Linked DNA regions of Sus scrofa: regions 2 and 3 are each linked to region 1. Evidence: chromatin contacts called from public Hi-C and HiChIP or PLAC-seq data. All regions are on one chromosome and are shown on one strand. The core of a region is the stretch at or near the end of the contact, and the rest is flanking DNA. Distances in the headings are between cores, read along the strand shown. Region 1 holds the start of PPIL1 (peptidyl-prolyl cis-trans isomerase-like 1). Region 2 holds the start of FGD2 (FYVE, RhoGEF and PH domain-containing protein 2). Region 3 overlaps CPNE5 (copine-5).

Region 1 (5,007 bases), core at 1,786-4,285:
TTCTAGGGCTGCTCCCGCGGCATATGGAGGTTCCCAGGCTAGGGGTCAAATCGGAGCTGTAGCTGCCGGCTTACACCCGAGCCACAGCATCGCCAGATCCAAACTGCGTCTGTGACTTATACCATAGCTCCCTGCAACACTGGATTCTTAACCCACTGAGCAAGGCCAGGGATTGAACCTGCAACCTCATGGTTCCTAGTTGGATTTGTTAACCACTGAGCCATGTCGGGAACTCCAACAGTCTTATAAAAAGTTATGTTGTTACTGCCATTTTCAGATCTGAAAACTGAGACTCAGCAGTAAATGACTTGTTAATTTGTCCATGACCATGCAGCAAATCAGAGCTTCTAGACTTCCAAAAGCAAAGCGCCTGGGGAGAGGGGAGAGGGCTGGGAAAAAAATGAGAGATAAGGAAAAGGAGAAAGAGGAGAATGAAGATCAAATAAATCAGGGCTAAAGCAAGGCCTAGAACAACCGTGTCTGAGATAGATGGTGCCCCAAGGTTGTAAGGAGGGTTCGCTCATGATCAAAGAGAAGCAAAGTAGAGGCAATTCCAGGAGGTTTAGAGGGAGGACAAGAAAGAAATGGGGTTAATAAACATATTGTAAATGTTTTGCACATCTCTTAATAATGATAGTTAAATGAATGCTTACTTTGTGCCAGGCGTCCACTTAAGCACTATTGTGTACTTTCCCATTGTTAAAAATCAAACACAAATGGAGCCCAGACTTGAAAATTCCCTGAGCAGACAAACTAGTCAGGTCATACAAATAAAATTTAATTTAGATTTCTTTCTTTCTTTCTTTCTTTTTTTAGGGCTGCATCCGTGGCATATGAAGGTTCCCAGGCTAGGGGTTGAATCAGAGCTGTAGCCGCTGGCCTACACCCCAGCCGTAGCAATGCCAGATCTGAGTCGCTCATGGCAATGCCATATACTTAACCCACTGAGCAAGGCCAGGGATCAAGCCTGCATCCTCATAGATCTTAGATTCCACTGAGCCGCAACAGGAACTCCTAGATGATTCTTAAAATAAGCAAAACTTAACTTGGGCCACTTCTTGTTCTTCTTTTCTCTGAAAATCATAAATGAAACTGTTCCCCAAAATTAATATGGGTAACCACTTTTTTTTCTTTTTAGGGCCGCCAGCATATGGAAGTTCCCAGGCTAGGGGTGGAGTTCTGCTGCTGGCCTACACCACTGGCACAACAATGCCAGATCAAAGCAGCGTCTGCAGCCTACACCACAGCTTGTGGCAACATCGGATTCTTAACCCACTGAAGGAGCCCAGAGGTCAAACCCACAACCTCATGGATAGGAGTTGGGTTCTTAACCTGCTGAGCCACAATGGGAACTCTGAGGTAACCACTTTTAACCCATTTTCTATCACTAAGAAAACTCTAATACTATAAACCAATCACTGTGAAGAATAGGCACTGCCTCCTTACTTTATGAGCTGCTTTATAAAAATATACCTTTGAGGATTGACCAAATTTTTCCCAGGCCAGGAATTAACCCAAGCCACAGCAGATACCTGAGCCACAGCAGAGACAACACCAGATCCTTAACCACTAAGCCACCAGGGAACTCCCTAAATGCCCTTTATTGAAAAGGAAATTATAGACTTTTACAGAAACATCATTTTTCAAGCTGGAAACATGAAGGTCATTCTTTATCTCTCTGCTCCCTTCAAGCGACACATTATCAAGACCCATCAATTCTTTTTTTCCAAACATCTCCAAATTGTATCCCTTCGTTCCCATTCCCACTGCTGTTTCATACCTTTAACACCAGGATTATTTCAAGAGCCCTTTTCCTGCATTCTCTGCTTTTTGGCTTTCCCCCACTAATCTATCACACACACACACAATCACAAAAACTTTCCTCCCAAAACGCTACAAGATATTGCCACAAAGTATTAGATGTTTTCCCTTTGCTTGTTAAAGTCCCAAATCACTTGGTCTGAACTTGAAGGACCTTCACCATTGACCCCTGACTTCTCCAGCTGGATTTCCTATTTTATTATCCAAGCCTTAAATGTGGCAACAGTCTTCTCACTTCCAGACCTCTGCCCAAGATGGCCTTTCTCCTTGTAATGCTTTCCCAAACCTTGTCCATGCCCTTGTTCCAGCTTCTTCAGAAAACCTCTCCACTCTACAGTAGACTCTCTCCCCTTCTCTCTTCTTGGTCTTTAATTTGGTGTCCCCTTCCATCATTGTCTAACTGCTTGTGTCAAATTTTGTTCTCACCCAGTAGACTGTTAACAGCTCTAACATGTTAGAACTTGGCCTCTTCCAGTTCAGTTCAGCATTCACATAGAGCCTATTCCAGACCAGAACCTGAACAAAGGGAACTTCCAGTGTAATCTTGAGCAATTTAACCTTTCCATAAACCTCAGCTGGTTGGTATGAGGGTAAATGAGAATTGCTGAAGTGGTTTCATGATATAAAGTCTTTTTTTTTCCCCCCCTTTTTGGCCAGACCTCTGGCATATGGAAGTTCCTGGGCCAGAGATCGACCTGCACCACAGCAGCAATCGGAGTAGCTGCAGTGACAATGCTGGCTCCTTAACCCGCTGAGCCACAAGGGAACCTCTAAAAACCTCTGTAACGTCTGGCACAGAGTACATTCTCAATAAACATTATGAGTGGGCCATATGTACATGTGAGCGATTTATTTGCTTGTCTTTCTTTTAGGTCACAAGAGTAAGGGCCTGCTCACCATTTACGTATCCTTCCCAATCCCACCTCTTAATGCCTAACACGGTGCCAGGCAGGTAGTAAGAGGATCAGCAAATACCCATTGAATGAATCAGTTGAGCTATGAAGTGTGTGTTAGCGAAGGAAAGGCCCTAGCAAGGACTGAAAAGGACCGAATTCAGAGGAAGGACCGAATTCAGAGGAAGAACCGGACGCCAGGGGGAGCAAGAAGGCGTACTTGCCAGACGTCGCGGGAGTTCCCGTGCACTCCGAGGCTTCGCGCGTTTAGCTTCTGGCGGAAGGGCGGGGCAGGAAAAAGGACCGCAGCCTCGGCGCTGGCGTGGGAATTGCTTCCGGGTTACGCGCCCGGAATCAGGAAGTTGTCGGCTTCTTCACGCCCGGCGGCTTGCTGTCTCCGAGGCGGGAGGAGCCCGAGGGGGCACGGTCCCCGCATGTGAGTGACTGGGGCCCGAGGCCGGGAGGGGGAGGCAGCTCCGTGACAGCCTCGCCGCTGCATCCGTGTATAACATCCCCGTGCAGCCCACCCTTCGCAGCCAGTGCTATTCTTGTGTAGTGAATGGCATTCCCCTTTTCTGATCCTCTGGCGTTTTGCAGACTGACAGCATACCCTACCAACCCCCCCCCACCCCCACCCCGGGTCGACTCCTTTTTTAACGTGGCTCTGCCGAGGAGAGCAAAGCAGGTTCGACTGTGATTAAATTTGTTTCGCAGGCCTCACGGCAGTTTCCAACACAACAATGCTAGCGAAGTCTAGATTTTGCTGCCTTTTTGAAAATTTTCTAATTAAAAAAAATATAATGCGAGTAAATCCCTCGCCTTCCATCCGAAACATCTTTTTCTTTCTTTCTTTGGTCTTTTTAGGGCTGCCCCTGCACCGTATAGAATTTCCCAGGCTAGGGGTCGAATCGGAGCCGCAGCTGCCAGCCTACACAACAGCCACAAAAATGCGGGATCCCAGCCGCGTCTGAGACCTACATGGCAGCTCACTGTGACGCTGGATCCTTAACCCGCTAAGTGAGGCCGGGAATCGAACCGGTCCTCACGGATACTAGTCAGGTTCGTTACCCCTGAGCCACAACGGGAATTCCTAAAACATCTTTTTCTAATAATTGTTAGGAAAGGATTTTTTTTTTTTAATGTGGACTTGGTACATATATGATAAACATAGCATCTCGGATTTCAGGAAGAAATATAACTTATTGACCCAAGTAAATGAGCTGTTAATAATCACCTTTTAGAACAAGGAGATTCGCCTGCCTCATGTTACTTAGTGTTTTAAGACCACTAAGCCTGCAGGCCACACTTTTTCTAGCCTACACAGTTTTGGTATTGGCTAGTGTATTTTAAAGTATTTGGCCATCTCCTTATAATAGGGACTATTCCCAGATACTTACTATTCTCATGTTTTCTGTTTGCTCAATTTGATTGTTCCCATGGTGGAATCTTTATGGACATCTCTCCCTTAACTTTGCTACATTGACGTTTTGACTGATATTTACATCGGCCACCTTGAGTACTATAGGCCCTATTTTTTATTATTTTTCTGCTTTGGACCAAAACAATTTTGGGGACCCAGTTGAATCCATGTTCTTCCACAGCTGTTCTAAAACTCCCACCAAAAAAATGTCCAAGTGTGAAGGTCCTAACCAGTTCACGTAAACTCTTATTAGCTTGATGTTATTTTTTTAAATAATAATAAGAAATAAAATAAATAAACCATTAGTTACATTAAATTCATTTGGGAACAGAATGATCATTTTAGGTCCTTTCTATAAGTTTGTTCAACAGACATTGATAAGATTTCATGTCTCTGAGGTGAATTTCCATGTCTGTTATTAGGTTGTATGTATTATTTTCTCCACTTATCTCCGCTTTCAAGAAACAGTTTAGGGAGTTCCCGTTGTGGCGCAGTGGAAATGAATCTGATTAGGAACCATGAGGTTTCAGGTTCGATCCCTGGCCTCACTCCTTGGGTTAAAGATCTGGAGTTGCCGTAAGCTGTGGAGTAGGTCGCAGATCCTGTGTTGCTGTAGCTCCGATTTGACCCCTAGCCTGGAAACCTCCATATGCCTCCGGTGTGAGCTTAAAAAGCAAAAAAAAAAAAGGGAAAGAAAGAAACAATTTAGTATGAGAGGGAAACAAAATATCTGTAATACAAAGTGATAGAGTTGTGTTTAAGGTTCAAAGGGCAGAATCAAGTTCGGACTAGAGTTTACTCATTGGGCAAGACACTGGGAGCTAGGTTTTGCAGGCCAAGGAAATGGGTAAAAAAACCAAAGTGATATGAAAT
Region 2 (5,007 bases), core at 1,434-3,933, 100 kb after region 1:
CACACATACATTCTCTCTCACAACCAGGACCCAAATGCTCATACTCCTACCTGGCAGCCCCCAGATGCCCTCTAATGCCCCAGGGCACCAGCAAGAGGCCCTTTGGGTGCCCCTAGTCTGCACACAAAGCCTGCTTTGCATCCTAGGGCAGAGCTTTCTTGCCCGCCAGCCTGCCTGCCTACCATGTGACTGCTCAGCCTTGCAGCTCCTTCCCTCCCTCCCTCGCTTCATCTCCCCCCCTCCCCCCACCCCCCGCACCCGGTCTGGGCTGCAGGAAACTGAGCTCTTCCATCCTCCTTAAGGCTTGAAAGCAGAGAAGAGGAAGCATGCGGCTTATCCATGCCAAGGACCCCAAGAACCTGGAAACAGAGACACCCCACTCAGAGGGAGTGTTCACGACCGACCATTGAATCAGAGCCTCCATTACATAAAGAAAATTCTGTACCCACTTCCCTTCATGCAAAAGCCTCTCAGCTCAGCAGACAAAGCCGATCAGGGGCCCCCTCAGCCCATGTCTTGCCATTCCCAAGCCCCTGGACACCCCAGTGTGCTGGACCCCCTACTCTTATTCCTGGTCTCACCCTTGTCCTCAAGCCCACATTGCTTCCTTCTGCTTTGAATGCCTTTTCTTACCTTGTCAACCTGGGGATTTAACTCGTCCTTCATCCTTCTGGCTGCCTCTGCTAGGAAGTCTTCCTAGATAGCACCCTCTGCTCTCTGCAGACTTCAGTGCCCCTCCTTTGGGTATTCACAGCTCCCCTGTTCAAAGCATTTCCCACATTGTACTTTAGTGGTTAACAGGCCATCTTCCTCATTAGACTATGAGCTAAAGGACAGGGGACAGTGTTTAATCCATAACCTCTACCACATGGCTGACACGTAGTCGATTGAACCTGCGTCATAACAGTGACCTGAATCACAGCAGTGACAACCCCAGATCCTTAACCTACTGCGCCCCAAGGAAACTGCCTTATTTAATTATATCTCTTGGAGTATGATGATGGTAAAAGTGTTTCATGTACATACATAAACGTATATAACATATAAAAGTGTATATGTGTGCATCCATGTATAGAATAATATTGCCATTGTACGTATTGTACTGAGTATATATATTTCCTTATTTTTAAGATACACACTGAAATATTTGTGGATGAACTCATCTGATTTGTTTCAAAATGGTATGGGCAGAGGGAGTGAATGTGTCTGTAGCCAGAGCAGGGCTGACCCTGAGTTGATGGTTGTTGGGTCTGGTTCATGGGGGTACGTTATATTATTCTGTCTATTTTGCATGTGTCCTAAATTGTCCATAACAAAAAGTGAAAACAAAAAGCAAGGCAGATTAGTGAGATTTAAGGTTGAGGAGAGAAGCCAGGCATCTGCTAGAGGAAATGACTCGGGTGAAGCTCTAAGACAGTGAGGATGTGGGCGTGTGAGGCCCAGTGTTTCATGGGCACTGGAGTGTGCAGCTCTGCTAGGCGCTTAGGGTACCAGGATGACTGAGGCTCAGTCCCTACCCGCCAGGACAAAGGCCAGTCTCCACAGAGGCCCTGGCTCAGGGCAAGCGAGACCAGAACCCAGTGAGAGAGCCCTGAAGGGCCTGTGGGCCTTGAACAAGGGGGACAGAATCAGTGGCCCTTGTTCTGGAAGCGCTGGGAGGCCACGTGGTAAAGGAGTTGTCAGGCAGAGATCACCCCGTGTGCCAGGAACCTTTGCCACAGCAGCAACAGCTGTAGTAGTGACAATGCTGGATCAGTGAGCCACCAGGGAGCTCCTCTTTTTGTGTTCTTACTGGGTGACTTTGGGCAAGTTACTTAACCTCTCTGATACTGTTTTTTTTTTCATCGATAGAATGGGGATGGTAATAGGGCCCACCTCATAAGGCTGTTGTGAAATTAAATGAGAAAATATTTGTAAAGCACTAAAAAGAGAGGGTGGCAGCTATTATTATCATCAGAGTTTCAGGGAGGAACCTGCCCTCCCCTGGGGCAAGAAGGTGGAAAAAGCAGCCATTAAAATGAGGGAATTCCAGTGGGGAGGGGGGAACCCTGCTGTACTCCTCCCCGCAAGCCCCTAATAGGTTTGTGATTTTCAAAAAAATTTATTTATTTTTTTTGTTTTGTCTTTTTGCCTTTTTAAGGGCCACTCTCACGGCATATGGAGGTTCCCAGGCTAGGGGTCTCATCAGAGCTATAGCGGCTGGCCTACGCCAGAGCCACAGCAACGCAGGATCCAAGCCGCATCTGCGACCTATATCACTGCTCACGGCAACACCAGATCCTTAACCCACTGAGCAAGGCCAGGGATGGAACCGGCAACCTCATGGTTCCTAGTCAGATTCGTAAACCACTGAGCCACCACGGGAACTCCAAAAAAGGGTTTTTTTTTTAAAAGGTGTTTTCTTATAGCCGTTAGCAGAGTCAGATGCAGAAAATAAGTTGTGGAGAAAGGACCGAATAAAATCCACTGGACTTTGCAGGGGAGAAAATGTGGTTGACCAGTGAGGAGCATCCCAGGCCAAGAGCCCCATTCCAGAATCTACCTGTAGGCCCTATTGCCCTCTTGGGAGGGCTTCTGGAACTGGGAGTCTATAGGAATGAAAGTCAGCCCCATGGGGGAGGGGTGGGGCCCAAGCAGGCTCCTCCCTCTTCGGGGAGCACAGGCCTTTCCCCTTCAGGGCTGTGGCTCTGGGACCACTTCCTCTTTGCTCACTGAGGAGCAGGGAGCAGGCCTGCTGAGCCCTGGGGAGGGACTCCAGGATGCCTTAGCCCATCTGTGACTGCAGGTGGGGTGGCTGAGTGTGCTGGTTGGAGACTTCCCTCCCTGCTTCAGGCACCACTGAGGGCCTCCCTGGAGCCCTGCAGGATGGAGGGGGCAAGTAAGGAGAAGCTGGCATCTGTGTCCAGTCTGGTGACTGTGTTTGAGAACAGCAGGTACGGGGTAGTGGAGGTGGGAAGGGTCACCACACCCAACTGGCAGTCTCCCTCCGGCTCCTCTGCCCACCCCTTGGGCAGTGCAGGCCCCCCAGTCGTCAGGCTCAGGAGCAGGGCCGGGGCCACCCTGGGCCTCACAGGGAGCAGTTCTCTCTCTGGGCCCTGTCCTGGTCACCTCCTCCTGTCTGGGCAGTGCCCATGTCCCTCAGTCATGGGTTCCTCAGGACATGGGAGAGTGCTGTTGGGCCACCGGGAACTGGGCAAGTGAGTGTGTGGGTTTTGATGTATTGAGCAGGGCCCAGATGTTTTGTGTAATTACGAGTGAGCGTGGGTGGACCAAAGGCCATGTTTGGGGTGCAGAACTCCACCCATTGTCCCTCCAGCAGAAATAATAGCTAATACTTATGAAGCCCTTACTCCTTATGCGTAGGATAACCATGCCATTTATCATTCAAACTGGGACACAATTGAAACTGAAAATGGATGCTGTCAAATTTTTTTGGTGGGAAGGAAGGGACAGTAGGAGAAAGACTGAGACTGTCTTGGGCAAACCAGAATGTCTGATCAGTCTACCTCTGGAGCACTGTTCTCAATGTGTTTGCTACTTATTTCATTTAATCATCTAACAGCCTACTGGGGGTAGGTTCCACCTCCAGCCCCATCTTACAGATGTGAAAGAGGAGGTGCAGAGAGGTGGAGAGGCCTTAAGTGCTTTAAGTTCATTGGCAGGGAGCAGTGCAGCGGCTTCCATTTGAAGGGGAAAGGCTGAACCAGGTGTGTGGAGGTCATTGTGTGTCTGTGTGTGACATGAATCCACTCTGCAGGCTTTTCTCGAGCCCAGGACTGTGTTAGGGACTGTGGCTGTCATAGGTAGTATTCTCTGGAAATGGAGACTCTGGGTGGAGATTTGCTGGAGAGGGTTTGGGGATAACACCTGAGGGGACGAGGGAGGCAGCATGGGGCACAGGGAGAAGTTGAACTGCCACAGAGGCCACAGCCTGTCCCAGAGACTTCTGGAGCTGGGGTGCACCTCGGGCTGTTCCAGTTGAGGCAAAGGGCTAGGTCCTTGTACCCCCACATGACTTGTCGTTGGTCGTAGACTTGACTTTAGATGAGGGTGCTCTCTTCCAGGGAGGGCTCTTCCCAGCAAGGGACCCAGTCAGTCACCCTTCAGCCATCGTTCCACCAGCAGCCAGGGGGAGAGCACCTCAGTCCTGAGAGGGTAGGGGTGGCACTGCACGGCATCAAATGGGAACCGCATTGGATGCAGGAACCCAAAGAATGGTCTTTGCCCAAAGGATTTCTATCTCTGATGCCAAGCTCATGAATGACCGTGATGCCAGGTCATGGACAATAGATAGCCTGGGAGGGGCCTAGATGCTCTGAGGACACTCAGAGCAGACAAAGCCTCCTGTGGGCTTCATGGTGGAGGTGGCATAGATGTGGACCTAGAAGGGAAGTTCAGCTTCCCGAGTAGGTGACCTGCCTTTCTTTTTTTTTTTTTTTTTTTCTTTTTTTTCTTTTTTTGTCTTTCTGCTTTTCTAGAGCCACTCCCACGGCATATGGAGGTTCCCAGGCTAGGGGTCTAATCGGAGCTACAGCCGCCGGCCTACAACAGAGCCACAGCAACGCGGGATCCAAGCCGCGTCTGCAACCTACACCACAGCTCACGGCAATGCTGGATCTTTAACTCACTGAGCAAGGCCAGGGATTGAACCTGCAACTCATGGTTCCTAGTCAGATTTGTTAACCACTGCGCCACGACGGGAACTCCTGACCTGCCTTTCTTAGGGGCCCTTGCCAGGCAGGTTTCTGTTCAGCACCAAGGACAGCTCTAGGTGCCACCTTCCCGGATCACCCCCGCCCCAGGTGAGGGAGATGGTACCATACCCCCAACATGCTAGCCATGCCCAGTGGGGAGACCCTAAGCCCATGTGCTCTGCCTAGACAACACCACCAGCAGGAGGAAGCAGCCCTCAGAGCAGAATGGGGCCAGAGGAGGCCTTGTCAGGAGGGTGAGAGTCACCCCTCACCGTGTGAGATGCCCTCATGCCAGCTGCCTTGGCCTAGGCTT
Region 3 (5,007 bases), core at 1,110-3,609, 99 kb before region 1:
AGCCACAACAGGAACTCTCAGACTCTCTTCATCTGAGATCCATGGAAGGGTCTGGGGACGGGTTTTAGGGGTCTGTGAACCCTTGGAAGCGTCGGTGGAACTGGATGTCTGAGTTTTATGTGCTCACTGTTCCCCTGCCTGGAGCATCGTCTCCCAGATTGCCACATTCATGGTTCACCTCCCCGCTTCCTTCAGGCCTTTGCTCAAATGTCATGTCTTTGACGTGAGCACCTGCCCAGAGCACCATTATCTAAAATGTATAAGCCCCTGGTCCCCTGACTCTGACACCTCCTAGTCCCCTTCCATGCTGCTTTCCCCATCACATCTGTCATCATCTGATGTTTGACATGGCCTATCTTTCTCCTGACTTCTTTTACAGCCTGTCACTAAGATGTAAGCTCCGTAAGGGCAGGGGTTTGTCTTCTTTGTTCACTGGTATATCTCCAGTGCCCAGAATAGCGCCTGGCACTTAGTAAGTGTTTGAGTAATTTTTTTTTTTTTTGGAATGAACTAATGAATAAGTGTATCTCTTAGAGGAGAGTTTCTATAGCTTTCACTGGCATTTCAAGCCAGTGAAAATAAAGCCCTTGGCTTAGGTGATCTCTAAGACCCTGTCAGCTCTTTTAGTCTGAATCCAGGAGCTTGCTTTGCAAACTGAAAGTGCAGAGTTGGCTTCATCCCAGCTAAGCCCCAATCCAGCACCCCTGCCCACCCCCCATGCCATGCCTGGCTGGCCCTATTCCAGAAGCCTATCCTACTCCACGGAGGGGGGAGCCCAGGGGGAGTATAGGGCAGGGACTGTCCCTGGAGACTTTTCTGCCTTAGCCCAGCTACCTTCTGGCTTGGAAAGGCCACCCAGGAAAGCGCCCAGGCCCCACCCGAGCCCACACAGCCTGTGCCATTTCTTCTCTGGCAATTTTCAAGTCAAAATGTCATTCCTGTCACTGCGGCTCAGTGTTCCTCTTCTGTGCTCCTTCTCGCCCACCCGCTGGAGTGTGAGGTACACGTGGGAGACTTCCCCACACACCCCAGAGCTGGTGAGGAGGACAGGGATGGGGATGGGAAGAGGAGGGGCCACGGCTGCCCTTAGCTGGGGCCAGAAGGGGAGCCTGGGGTGGGTGGTGGGGTGGCAGGGGGGAGGATCAGGAGCAGCAACTGTCGGTGAGGGGAGGGAGATCCGACCGCCCAGAGGCCCTGACTTCCCATCTGGAAGCATCACACAGACCTGCCCTGGACCCTCCCAGCCTCCCCACTGCCCACTTCTTTGGAGCCACTGCCTTCTCTCATGCCTCTCCCTTGCCAGCCAAACTTCCTGACCAGGGCTTCTAAGCTATTATATTCTCATTTCTCCTCCATGTCTTTCTTCCTGAGCTCTGTGTGGTTGGCTTTCTGTTCAGACTCTTGCCTGAAACCACTTTCTTTAAGCTCCCTCTAGCCCCCAGTCACGGAACCCACAAGCCCCTCAGACTCCCTGATGCACCTGCTGTGCGAGATGAGGCCCTAGCGTGGAAATGACCTTTGCAGTCATTTCCCGGCTCAACTCCTTTCGACACACACTTGGGGCAGCGTGTGGGGGAGTATACACCAAGAAGGTTACACAGATGTGGGTTTTGGTCCCAGGACCACAGCTGGCAGCTATGCAGCCCTGGGCAAGTGACTGGGCCTCCCAAAACCGTGACTAATGCTGCCAGGCCCCCTGTTCTAATAACTGGGGTTAACTCATGTAATCTTCCCGGCTTTCCCTCGAGGGAGATGTTCTGATTATCCCCATCACACACACCAAGAAAGTGAGCCTCAGAGGTAGTGCTGCACAGTCAGGAATGACAGCCACTAGCCACCCGTGGCTATTTACATTCAAATTAACTAAGAGGAAATGAAATGAGAGATTCAGTTTCTCCCGCGCACTAGGCCCTTTCCAGGGCTCAGCAGCTGTGTGTACCTAATGGCGATCACAGGGGACAGTGAGATACAGAACCTTTCCACCTCCCAGAAAGTTCCATGGGGTTGGAGACGCCGAGTGTGACACAGCTCATAATTGTCCTGGTTCTCCATCACCACACTCCTGCTCCCAGACGGGTGATTCTGATTGAAGAGGACAAGGTCTGCGCGGTGCCAGGAGCACATGGCTGCTCTGTGGCTGTTTCCTTCCATGGCCCTCCCGGCGTGGCAGGCGTGACACTTCACTCCCCGCACCCCTCTGGATCGGTTTCTCCAGCTGCCTTCGGTGTGTACCCCCCCACCTCCCCCGACCCGAGCCCATGCTTCAAGGGAAACTTGCCCCCCAGTAAACCTCCGTGGCCTCCCTCATCTGACCAGCGCCTTTGCCACTGTCAACACTTGGGGAACCCGTGGCTCCACTGACAGGAGGGGGCTGTGACCGCAGTCCCTGCCCAGGCTCTGCTGCGCCAGGTCTTGGACTGTCCTTCGGCCCGGTCCTCCCCTCCCCGCGCCCTCCCCTGCCTACCACACCCCCCCGCCCTGCAGCACAGCTCGCTTTTGCGCAGCACCTCCCACCTGCTCACCGTGTCAGTCACGAGTCTCTCCCTCTCCCCCGCCCCCTCCTCATCCATCCTACACATCTCTCTGCTAGAATAATCACTGGCAAACACTCCGCCACACACCTATCTCCTGCTCCGCCACCAGAATCCCCGCCTCCAGCTGGCCAGCCGGCCCTCACCTCGGACACAAGCCCGGGGTGGCCCCTCTGGGGGCGGGGGGCCCGCGTGGACATTTCCGTGGGTGCCCAGAACATCACTCAGGCCTCTTCCTCCCTCCCTCGAGTGGAGTTGAAGTCAACAAGAATTATTTAAAGAAATCCTGCTAGGAGTCCTTTGGTGAGACAAAGAATCCTTTTGTTATGCAAATGATCATACCTAATTCCCTTTGTTTTGTACGTTCAGGCTTAAAAATCAGTTTTCCCCGGAACTGAAACACCCCTCCTCTCTATTTCTGCCCTGCCCCCCAACACAGACAGACAGACAGACAGACAGACAGACACACACACACACACACACACACACACACACAGGATTTCAGATTCTGGGGGACTTTGGGAGGCCTCCCAGCCCTCTGCTCAGGGCACACTTGCTTTGCACACGCTATTTCTCTAGCCTGTTATTCTTCCTGGCTCCTCCTCCCCCACCCCCCACCCCTGTGGCCCCATTTTCTTCCTCTCCTTCAAAATCTGCTTCCTAGTGCCCCTTCTCCAGCAGCGTTTCTCTAATTAACCTCCCTGGCCCCATCACTTCCTTATTCTGCAAATTCCAGCCATAAGTGGCCAAAGCCTCCCAGAGCTGTGGTGCTTAAAGAGACTATGGAGACCACCTAATCCAAACAGATTATTTTACTGATGAGAAAACAGGCCCAGAGAGGGAGCATCCTTGCCTGGGGTCACACAACAGATTGGTGGAGAGGACCTAGGTCCCCAGACCCTCAACCTAGAATCTGTGTACATGGCTGACCTACATTCGCCAAATGAGTGGTGTGTCTTTCCATCATATTGTGGGTGGCGTCCAGATTAGGGAGAGGACAGAGGGAAATGGGGCTTCAAAGATGTGAGGGGGGAGTTCCTGTTGTGGCTCAACAGTCAATGGACCCGGCTAGCATCCACGAGGGTACGGGTTCAATCCCTGGCCTCACTCAGTGGGTTAAGGATCCGGCATTGCCATGAGCTGTGGTGTAGGTCGAAGATGCAGCTCAGATCCCGAGTTGCTGTGGCTGTGGTGTGGGCCGGTGGCTAGAGCTGTAGCTCTAATTGGACCCCTAGCCTGGGAACCTTCATGTGTCGCAGGTGTAGCCCTAAAAAGACAAAAGACAAAAAAAAAAGAAAAAAAATATGTGAAGGGTTTTGAATGAAGCCTTTGGCAGAGTGTGGAGCCATTTGGGGAAAAGGTCCGAATTTGCCACACTGAGTGTGATATCGTGGGGGAATGTGTGGTCTCAGGGTGTCAGGAGGCTGTGGGTGGGTGAGGGTGAGGCTTAGAGACAGGGGTGAAGGAATGGGTTCTCAGAGGGGCTCTCGTTCCCACCTTTGCCCTGTTTTTGCCCACTCCCTCCATCTCTGACGTGCTGAGCACCCACCATTGCTAAGACCCTCAGGATGATGCTGTGGGCTCAGAAGCTGCCCCTACCCCACCCCCAGCCCCATCTGTGAGGCCAGGGTGCTACCTGGAGCCCCTGCCTTTCCCAGAGCCCCTGCCATCTCTAGAGCAGGGGCCCCAGGGCAGCCCCAGGGCAGCACCAGGAGGAGATGGCCCGGGCCACCCCGCCTGGCAAGTTGCCACCTTCCACCCCCGATCCTGTGCCCCTGCAAACTCACGTTCCGTCCTCATTGCTTCGGTAGAACACCAAGAAGGGGTCAGACTTCCCAAAGAAATCCTTCTTGTCCAGCTTGTTTGCACAGAACTGCATCGTGGCGACATCCTGGTGGGAGGGAGGGAGAACAGGGGTGTGAGGCGGCAGGAGGCTGGAGAGGGCCCCGGTCCCTGTGGGAGCACAGCTCCAGGGCCTGAGGATTCTGGGCACCAAGGCAGTTAGAAAGGGCAGCGTCTCACCCGTGCCCCACACCAGGCGCCAGGCCCTGAGCCAATACTCATTTCATCTTTCAACAACTCCCCTGCTGGCAGGTCTGGCGGAACAGCTGGGCAGCGAAGCAGGTGAGGTCTGGACCCGACCTCAGTTTGAATCCTGGCTCTACCACTCATAGCTGTGTGACTGGGCAAGGGAGGTAACTCTTAGAGCCTCAGTTTCCCCTCTATAACCTTAGCTGATCACAGTACACACCTCAGAGGACTGTGATGAGGTGGAATGAGACCACGTGTGCAGTTTGGAGCAGAGCGCAGGCCCACGTTGCACCCACGTGGTCAAAGTTCGCACACATGGTGCCACCATCATTTTACTGAGTGGTTCAGGGAGGGGAAATGACTAACCCCAGCCACTCTGAGCTTGGTCACCGAACCCCAGAGCCTGTGGGGTCCACATGGCCTACATTCCCTTACACGTCTGTGT

What was found. Hi-C and Micro-C count contacts between places; a contact is called where the count stands out from the background. HiChIP or PLAC-seq counts read pairs in DNA pulled down with a chosen protein or histone mark.
Region 2: a contact with region 1 is called in an H3K27ac HiChIP or PLAC-seq map of alveolar macrophages. The contact joins the promoter of FGD2 here to the promoter of PPIL1 in region 1. A contact is called at or near these places in 2 of 5 promoter capture datasets (both in liver), 2 of 47 Hi-C or Micro-C datasets (blood and embryonic fibroblasts) and 2 of 2 datasets of contacts at active chromatin or transcription factors (alveolar macrophages and skeletal muscle).
Region 3: a contact with region 1 is called in a Hi-C map of epiblast stem cells, with 2.8 times the contacts expected there. The contact joins the enhancer-like site here to the promoter of PPIL1 in region 1. A contact is called at or near these places in 2 of 47 Hi-C or Micro-C datasets (epiblast stem cells and fibroblasts).

The regions. Positions count from the first base shown.
Region 1 is chr7:32,544,839-32,549,845 of Sscrofa11.1, forward strand. PPIL1 (peptidyl-prolyl cis-trans isomerase-like 1) reads right to left here and starts at 3,036. Exons shown (of 5, transcript XM_003128368.5): 1 at 2,935-3,036. It overlaps C7H6orf89 (bombesin receptor-activated protein C6orf89 homolog), which reads left to right. Exons shown (of 10, transcript XM_021098652.1): 2 at 2,694-3,150.
Region 2 is chr7:32,645,577-32,650,583 of Sscrofa11.1, forward strand. It overlaps FGD2 (FYVE, RhoGEF and PH domain-containing protein 2), which reads left to right and starts at 2,684. Exons shown (of 13, transcript XM_021098655.1): 1 at 2,684-2,933. The coding sequence starts at 2,866.
Region 3 is chr7:32,446,407-32,451,413 of Sscrofa11.1, forward strand. It overlaps CPNE5 (copine-5), which reads right to left. Exons shown (of 23, transcript XR_002345691.1): 10 at 4,319-4,422. Among named protein-coding and RNA genes, the nearest start is that of CPNE5, 59 kb to the right of the region's middle. Within about 2 kb of position 2,360, at least 5 of the 83 cell types and tissues checked have an H3K27ac peak or open chromatin away from gene starts, as enhancers often do. A contact at or near this core is called in epiblast stem cells, where this site is marked.